Regions from separate parts of the Acanthopagrus latus genome. Here region 1 is linked to region 2. Evidence: chromatin contacts called from public Hi-C data. All regions are on one chromosome and are shown on one strand. The core of a region is the stretch at or near the end of the contact, and the rest is flanking DNA. Distances in the headings are between cores, read along the strand shown. Region 1 holds the start of LOC119009306 (tumor necrosis factor receptor superfamily member 13B). Region 2 holds the start of LOC119009503.

The links. A called contact is a pair of places that touch in the nucleus more often than the background predicts.
Region 1: a contact with region 2 is called in a Hi-C map of muscle, with 4 times the contacts expected there. The contact joins the promoter of LOC119009306 here to the promoter of LOC119009503 in region 2. A contact is called at or near these places in 3 of 4 Hi-C or Micro-C datasets (liver and muscle).

The regions. Positions count from the first base shown.
Region 1 is chr20:5,766,688-5,771,451 of fAcaLat1.1, reverse strand. It overlaps LOC119009306 (tumor necrosis factor receptor superfamily member 13B), which reads right to left and starts at 2,430. Exons shown (of 5, transcript XM_037080411.1): 1 at 2,308-2,430; 2 at 1-5. The coding sequence starts at 2,380.
Region 2 is chr20:5,588,194-5,592,504 of fAcaLat1.1, reverse strand. It overlaps LOC119009503, which reads right to left and starts at 2,720. Exons shown (of 5, transcript XM_037080833.1): 1 at 1,493-2,720; 2 at 1,082-1,201; 3 at 623-896; 4 at 217-339; 5 at 1-2. The coding sequence starts at 1,182. LOC119009501 (zinc transporter ZIP11-like) reads left to right here. Exons shown (of 10, transcript XM_037080831.1): 8 at 3,119-3,217; 9 at 3,316-3,474; 10 at 3,598-4,311. The coding sequence ends at 3,676.

The DNA of each region.
Region 1 (4,764 bases), core at 1,181-3,680, 180 kb before region 2:
TCGCTCTGACAAGCACACACAAATAACAGCACAGAGATACCTAGTTAGATAAGTGTAGAGGGAACAGTGTTATAATGAGAGTAACCATATGTTTGTGAGACAGCATAGGTCGTGGAACTCCCTTGTTATCTCCTTGCTTAGGTAAAAGACACCAAATGGTGAGGAGTTGCACGACTGTAATTACTGCACCTTTTAAAGGTGATCCATTGTATTGTCAGGTTGTTAGTAGGTAACTTCCTGGCCCCACTGCCTTGCACAGTTGTTTGTCATATTTATTTGTCAGGGGGAACAATAGACTTCTTTACAGGTGAATTTTTGAACCTCTAATTGCACATAAGCCTCATTGTGTTGGCAGCTGTCACTGTCACAGGTTTGTGTGGTGGGCTTTGAGTCAGTGGTGGTCTGAAGGCCCCTCCACTGAGTTGAAAGTAGTCCTTGATTTAGCAAATGCTGATTCGTGGACATGTCATACTACAACTATGCATGCTATGCTATGCTAAGCTATGCTATACTGTTCTTGTATGATACTATACTATAGTTTACTAATCTATGCTATGGTATTCTGGTATGCTATACTGTACCATGCTATGCTATGCTAGTATACTATACTTTGCTATGCTATACTATACTATAGTTTACTTTGCTATGCTATACTATTTTGGTATACCATACTATACTTTACAATGTCATGCTTAACTATATCATGCAAGTATACTATACTATACTATACTATACTATACCATGCTCTGCTATGCTATACTATTCTAGTGTACTATACTATCCTTTACTATACTATACTATACTATACTATACTATGCTATACTATGCTATGCTATGCTATGCTATCCTATAATATTCTAGTATACCATACTATAGTATACTTTATTATCATACACTATACTCCATTTTACTATGCTATGTTATGCTATCCTCTGCTGTACTCTACTATACTATACTGTACTAATGTACTACACTATACTATGTGTATAATATGTTAAATGATACCATGCTAAAACACTACTACAACTGTATCATATTATTTAAGTATTCTAAATTATATCATACATGATATTACACAGTACTGAACTATACTAAAATCTGTCATGCTACCTTACTCTAGTATACTACAATTTACTACACTATGCTATTCTGGTATACTGTGCCATGCCATGCTGCATATATGTATATGAAATGATTCTTTATTAACTCATACAACATGGTACTGTACCATACAATAATCTGTTATACTAATATACTAATATACAGTTTTACTATAGTATACTATACTATACTAGGCATGGAGGATTATTGTGTTGTAGAAGTATACTATATACTATGCCTTACTATTAAATATAAGCCTCGTGTCTTTATAGCATGATGCATGAAAAAGCAAGAGGCAAGTGGGAGTTTTACTTAGTCTGCACCTGGCCCATTTAAACACTGTTTTATTAAGTGTGTCCTGGATGAATTGGGGAGGGGCCCTTATCCTGTGGCACCTAAGCTTCAAAAGCAAAAGAAGGCCCATTTCCTTTTGTGGTTTCAAACTTCTCCTTAGAGCAAGCCTTGCAAAACATGTACAAATTGTAGTAAATCGAATATACAGAGCCATCAGCAACGTGCCGGCCTCGCTGCTACTGCAACACTTAAATGGCCAACCTTCGAGAAGTCACGTCTTTGTTCTCAAACACAGTCTTCTTCACTCCGCTGAGCACTGGGTCACTCGACTGTGAAAGACAGGCAGATCTGAACCTCCTCCGCCCTCCATCGCTTTCACATGCACAGCCTAATTTATTCTTGATTCTATTTGTCACACCCCAATACTCAACAATTACCTTTCAGATTTTAGGTAAAGTCGGTACAATGTGTATTTATCATAAATACATACCAAAGGACTGTGTTTCCAAATAAACCAACATCAGAATTTAGAGTTATCTTTCTTATGTCTGTCCGTCCTTATTGAGTTTTGTTTTTTACTCTTTTGGCTTTTTTTTTCTTTTCATTATAAGGCTCTCTTGTTTGGACTCCATCATTTCTTATGGCGTGTGTTTGTGTGTGTGTGTATGCGTGTGTGTGTTCGTGTAACCAGCGACATAACTGCGTTCACAGCAATGCCAAGTGTTTCTGGTAGAGCTCCCAGCGAGCTGCGGAGCCGCCACAAACTTAAACTAGTGACAACGTTTGCTGAAGTCAAGGGTTCAATTCCTAACCCGGGCCACCACTAGTGACCCCAATTACTGAAACACTAACATTTGCTCTTTTGACGTGACCTGCTATGGGTTGAAAACAGGGTTTAGATGGTTCACTCACCTGGCGAGATGAAGACGCAGTGGGAGAATCCGTGATTTGAAGAAGAGAGTGAGGCAGGCCCACGATTCAGCATGTAAACTTCTTTGGGTATGAACTCAGTGTCTGATCTGGGACTTCCCCCTTTGAAAGAGGAGCCCCCCCCACCCGAACACACACACACACACATACACACACACACACACAAAATCTGGCTGAGGAAGTAGATACAGATATTTTACTAGGTAAAGATAATTAAACCATGACGTATAATTAAACAAAGTAAAAGTCCTGCATTCAATGTCGCACTTAAGGAAAATGGCATATGTATCTGCTATATTTATATTTATGATATGATTGTTCACCTAGATATTATTATAGGATTAATGAACACTGAAGTAGTGTGGTCATCACTTTAATGCTGCAGCTGGCAGAAGTGGAGCTAATTTCGGCTATTTTAAACATGACCGGATAGCTTAGCAAATCAACTAGGTGTCTGAAGCTGTCACACAAATGTAGTGGAGACAAAAAGCGAAAAAAATTGCCTCCAAAATGTATTTGAGTGGAATCCAAGTCTTCATATTGAAATTGTGCATAACACTTTATATCAAAGTCCTTGTAGTAAGTGAGTTATTAGGTAATGAGATCTTGAAGTCTTTATAAGATACATATTCATATTTACAAGACTTCATGTGAGGCTTTGTTCCCCCTTTACATCCCGTAGATGCAAAAAGTATGGTCACCTGTAGTAAGTGACTGGTTGATTGCTTATACGTGCATGAAAATGAGTGTATATATCTTAATAAAGCAACAACACGGTAGATTTGTAATTGGTTTAACAATGACATAATAGGTTAGTAAGTTCATCTCAATAAATTGATTTGGAATGCTATTCTAAACAACTACAAGAAACACTTTTTTCTAAATCAGGCTAAAGTGTTAACAAGCTTTTCATAAAAGTCTTTAAATGGAATCTGACAACAAACATACTTACTGTGCTGTTGTTACTGAAATAGTTTTATAAACAATAATCTCATTAGGGCTGTATTACCTATTATGTATTGCTTATTCCAAGGACCTAATATAGGTGTGTGTCAGGCATTTCTCCTCTGTAGCTTCAGCTTCATGTTTGTGCATGTTGCCTGTAGCTGCTATGTAAATCCCCCCGATGTAAAATAGAATAGTTATAGAATAAAATGTGTGGAATATAAGCCACCGCCCCAGTGACAGACTGCGGCAGATTTTCATTCATCATTTCCCCCTTCCAAGAGAGCAGGTAGCATAGCCTGGCTTTGTGCTGGGAGTTGCAGCATGCGCTCAAATACATGGGCGAAAAAAAGCTGTCAGACGAGGGCATAGGACTGATGCCGAGACTGATGATGCACCCAGCTACATGGATGAAATATCCTTACTGTTCACTGTGCGGGTACTTTTTAACCCTATCAAGAATGTTTTTTTTTTTTTGTTTTTTTTTGGGAAATACACCTTTATTCCACAGACAGGAGCACACTCAAGCACACTATCAATCAATATCTTTAACTATGACTGCATTCCATTTAAATGTGCAGTTCCAGGGTCATGTAATTGTGCATGCTGGCTCACATGAATAGTCCAGTAGAACACTTCATGGAACTTTAGTTTACCAGGAAAAGTTCTTACTGATAGAAAAGCTTTTCACATTTCGCAATCACCTGTTTATTTTTTTTCTGCTTTTTTTGTTGATCTTTTTGTTCTTCTCTTTACTTCATTTGTCTCTGACTGGTGCATATCTTTTCATTTAGTCTTGCAATGGTTTTCTCATTTTATATTTCTTCAAAATAAACTAAACTGAACTGAAGTGAACTAAATTGAACTAAACTAAACTAAACTGAACTGAACTGAACTGAACTGAACTAAACTAAACTAAACTAAACTAAACTAAACTAAACTAAACTAAACTAAACTAAACTGAACTGAACTGAACAAAACTGAACTAAACTAATCTAAACTAAACTTTGAGGTGTGGCGCGAACTCAAATTATCTTTCACTGCTTGATTGCGCACAACCGTCTCCATTTGCCTTATCATGCCACTTCTAAGAGGTTCAGTGATTAAAAAGGGGAGAATCCTTACTCATGCAGTCATTTTGGTTCTTCTTTTGCTCCTCAGAAATTAATCAGTGTCCCTTTCAGTCTTTAAAAATCTCATGCTGATGGAGCCCTGACTTACAGTTAACCAACACAGGACCACAGTGACTCACAGATGACGGGTATTAGTGTGTCAAACAGTTGTTGAATTGAATTCGGGGGATGTGAGAAAACCCACTTTCTCGACATCACAGGGTGAAACTGTCGGGGGCAATTCCACGCCATGTGTTTTTTTCCTCTCCGCTGAGCACATAACAAGGTCTCAGCGTTTCATCTCTGCTTCCACTTCTCGAAGGAACCAGGATCTCTCTGGCCATGTGCAGCTTAGATTTAGACTGAGAGTGAGCACAGTGGA
Region 2 (4,311 bases), core at 1,471-3,970:
TTCTTAGAAAGAAGAAGGAGATTCAAAGCACAATAGAATCAACTTTTTTTTTTTTTTTCCTCCATATTTCTGATGATAGAAATTACATGGTTCTTACATTTAAAAGCTATAAGCTAAGATTCAGAATTTGAGCTTGACTTCATTCTTAAAATATTCAGGTCATTGAAGGAAATATGATCTTTCTAAAAAAGATGAAAGATTTTGACTGCTTTGCACCTTCAGCCGTGTAAGCTGGACGCTGAGATCGGTCTCAATTTGCCTGGTCTCAGCTAGTTGAAGCTGTGGTTTCCCCAAGTTGATCCGCATACGTTTTAGATATTCATCCATCAGGTCCCGGACCTCCACAGTCGAGGATTGGAGTGTTGGAATTCATGAAAGCAAAGCTTGAGTATCGGTCAATTACATGCATACATTGTTTTTCTTTTTGGTCAAAAGAAACATTCTTCACATTTTTTTTGACACTTTGCAGACGTAATTACTTTACTGAAATAAATCTGCAGAATCGACAATAAAAGGGATCTATAGTTGCAGCCTTAGTTCTGACCATGATTGCAACACTCAGATAAAACATATGACTACACTGGACAAGGTCAGTAATCCTCGGAAAGCTCAGGGGTCTCACCTCATTGGCCTTCTCCTGTGCAAACACCCTTTGCAACATTTCAGCTGTGCCCATACTTTCTTTCCCTAATGTCTTCCCAACTGTCTCCAAGATTATGGAAATGATGATAGCCCCAAGTCCCACGGCATTAGGCACCATTTTGAGCCCACCCAGTGCAGAGCCCAGCTTCTCTACAACGGCCGCGGCATCACTGAAATCTCCACTGTATAAGACTTGATCTCTGTAATCATCCAACACTTGGGTTGAGTTGAGTCCGGAGTATTTTAAGATGGAGCTGAGTGGAGAGATATATTCATTAGTTTTCAATAGATTTTCCTTTCTTTTGATTTGTCACCAGCGAACTTAATAAAACGTATAGGCCTAGGTTCCACACTGTGAAGATTTTCCACTTCATATGTTAAATGATATCTTTAAACCCCCTTGAAGTTAAAACATAGAAATGTATTTCAGTGAGTGTACCTGTCAATTCCAATGCCGTGCCATTGTTGTGAATCAAACATTGCCTCAGAGTATTTGTCAAGTTCTGCTAGTCGCTCCTCTGGAGACAACGATTGGCCCATTTTCCGTTTTCGTGTTTTTCTGGGAGCAAGAAGTGGAAGAAGTGTTTTGTTTTGTTTTTTTTCACCAATGAAATACTGTAAAACAAATCACATTCTAATAGATAACCATGGGATACATGTGCTTCTGTTTGTGCAGTAGCTCATGACATCAGAAAAAAAAAAAATGCTCGCAAGTGGCCCGACAAGATTCCAGCCCTACATTTTAATTTGTCCGTGGCCACACTTTGAACGATATGTCACTCAAACTCTGCCAAGGAACGAACAAAAAAATGAGACTAAGAACACAAACTATTTAGAAGTATTAACTCACCTCTTGAGAACAGAGCTGTAAAAAGAATCAAGCAGCAGTGAGCCAGAAGTTTTCCCCTGCCCGAGAAAGTTAAGGTGTTTTTGTCAGCTGGAACACTGGACGAAGTTTAAACTGTGATTAAATTTACATTACATCACTGAGGACACTTGTTGACATTGAAGAGATAAGAGAGGGCAATAACACTGCACATGCACAAACCAAGTGTGTTGGGTTTTTTTTAATAGTCTAACAGTTCTAATCTAGGAACAGATACTTGTTCATCTTTTTTACACTGTCAAGTGTGCCAAATAAGAAATTCTAAGAAGTTAAGGCAAGTGTATTTGTACAGCACGTTTCAGACAAAAGGCATCTGAAAGTGCTTTAGTGCATAAATGTATAAAAGTGCATTTTTACATTAAAAACACAAGTAAGACATCAGACAAAATATTGAAACACATTAAGAAATAGGGAAAGTAAGCTACAATAGAATAGGTTTATAAGAGACAAGACAAAGGAAGCCACAGTGTAGTTCAGAGCCTTGAAATTGCTTCAGTAAAAAGCAGTGGCAAACAGAAGGATCTTCATCCTTGATTTAAAAGAGGTGAGAGTTGGAGCGGACCTGCAGTTTTCTGGGAGTTTGTTCCAGGTATGTGGCTCGGAATAACTAAAAGCTGCGTCTCCATGTTTAGTTCTGACTCTGGGGACTGAAAGCTGACCTGTACCTGAGGACCTCGGAGGTCTTGATGGTTCATAATGTGGCAGCAGATCAGAAATGTATTTTGGCCCAGAAACCATTCAGTGTTTTGTAAACCAGCAGCAGGATTTTGAAATCTATTCTTTGACAGACAGGAAGCCAGTGTAAAGATCTAAGAACCGGAGTGATGTGATCTACTTTCTTGGTTCTTGTTTGGACTTGAGTCATTTAAGTAGGATTTTAACCAATTCAGTGCTCTATCAGAGAGTCCCACACATTTTTCCAGTCGGTCCACTAGTATATTGTGGTCGAGTAGTCAAGTTAAGTCACTTTAGGTCTCACTTGACTTTTCTGTCTCTGTTTTCTTCAGAATTTCTTCTAATATTTTTTCATTTTTAGCCAAGGAATCAGCATGTATAGCAGGCTGAAATACACGAGCAACTATTGGATTGATTGTACTTTTGTACTTGTATTTTTTCAATTTTGATACCTACAAAATGAATCACAGTCTCATCAGCCTCTGCTGTACTGTGTTGTGTTTCTAGCTAACTAACAACCGCAAACTGTAAAACTCAATCTCACCTGTAGGGATTCAGCAAAGGATTATCATATCTTCTGTAAGCATGCTTCGAGCTAAACTATGATGGTTACCATAGTAAACTTTATAGCTGCTAAACATCAGTATGTTAACTTTGTGTCTGTGCGCAGGTTAATATGCCAAAGATAGCATTTAGCGCAAAGCATTGCTGAGCTCAGCCTCACAGAGCAGCTAGCATGGCTCAAGAGTTTCATTTTCATCCTCCCCCTTCGTTTATTTTTTGCGAAGGCTTTATTTGTTTTTATGAAAAAGCAAACTAAAGTACACTACATTTGAGGTATGTTGTTAACATTTATCATACAGAGATATGAGCTGATGTTTTTTGTCTGGTTGTTTATTGGTTTTGTCCCCTCAGAAATTTGGCCATCGGTATTGGCATTCAGAATTTCCCAGAAGGCTTGGCGGTGAGCCTGCCGCTCCGGGGTTCTGGGGTCTCAGCATGGAAAGCCTTTTGGTAAGGAGAAATGTGTGTCTGGACACTGTCAGAAACAACACTGAGTAGCCGTACTTTAAATTTGAACGATGCAGCTGACTTTCACTGTCTCCCGTCAGGTATGGCCAGCTCAGCGGGATGGTCGAGCCTGTTGCTGGGCTGCTGGGTGCCTTCGCCGTCGTCTTGGCAGAACCTCTGTTGCCGTACGCGCTGGCGTTTGCTGCCGGGGCGATGGTTTATGTGGTGGTGGATGACATCATCCCTGAAGCTCAAATCAGGTAAGCAGGAAAAGAGGATATTAAAGTAGATTTGGTGAGATTTTGTGTTTCAGCCAGTTTAAGGACTTTCCGCATCTTTCTAACTTATGTCCCATTTTTTTGCTCCCACTCGGTGTCAACCAGTGGAAACGGGAAGCTGGCGTCCTGGACCTCCATCCTGGGCTTCGTAGTGATGATGTCACTAGACGTGGGGCTGGGCTGAGGTTGCTGTAAGAACTGGCGCCATGTCAGCAGAACCGAGGGACACGATGTCATCACAGTGCTGCTGAGCTCAGTTTTTAAAAAGGGGACCAAATGAAGTGTTTTATTCTGAAACACTATTTATTTGTTAAGTCTGAATTGTTGCTACTTGAAATTCCGAAATGACAGAAACACAGAACTATTTTGTTAAACAAATTATGAGGATGACTGGACTTGAATAGTTTTCTTTTATTTACAGGCTGGCAGTTATTTTGTTTGAGCAGCTGTAACTTTCTACAAATGACATCTTTTTTCAGAATGATGCAATGAATATTTATGAATATTCTCCTGACTCCAGAGCATTTGAATGTTTTGCTAAGAAGATACAGTTTTTTGAGTTCTTGTTTTACCTAAAACTAATTTTAAAACAAACATTGCCAGGAATGACATCTAAAAGAATGTCTTTTCTTTGTTTGTTTGTTTACTTCTTCCAGTTTTTGTATTTCCTCATGATTACAATACTTGAAGTCGGGTGTTTGATTTGGACCTCCAACGAATGCTTCCGTAGTGCTTAATCGTATTCCGATCATTGTTGCACTACAGAAAGGTACGATGTGATTTTGATGTACTGAAACATGAAATTCCAAATGTGATCTG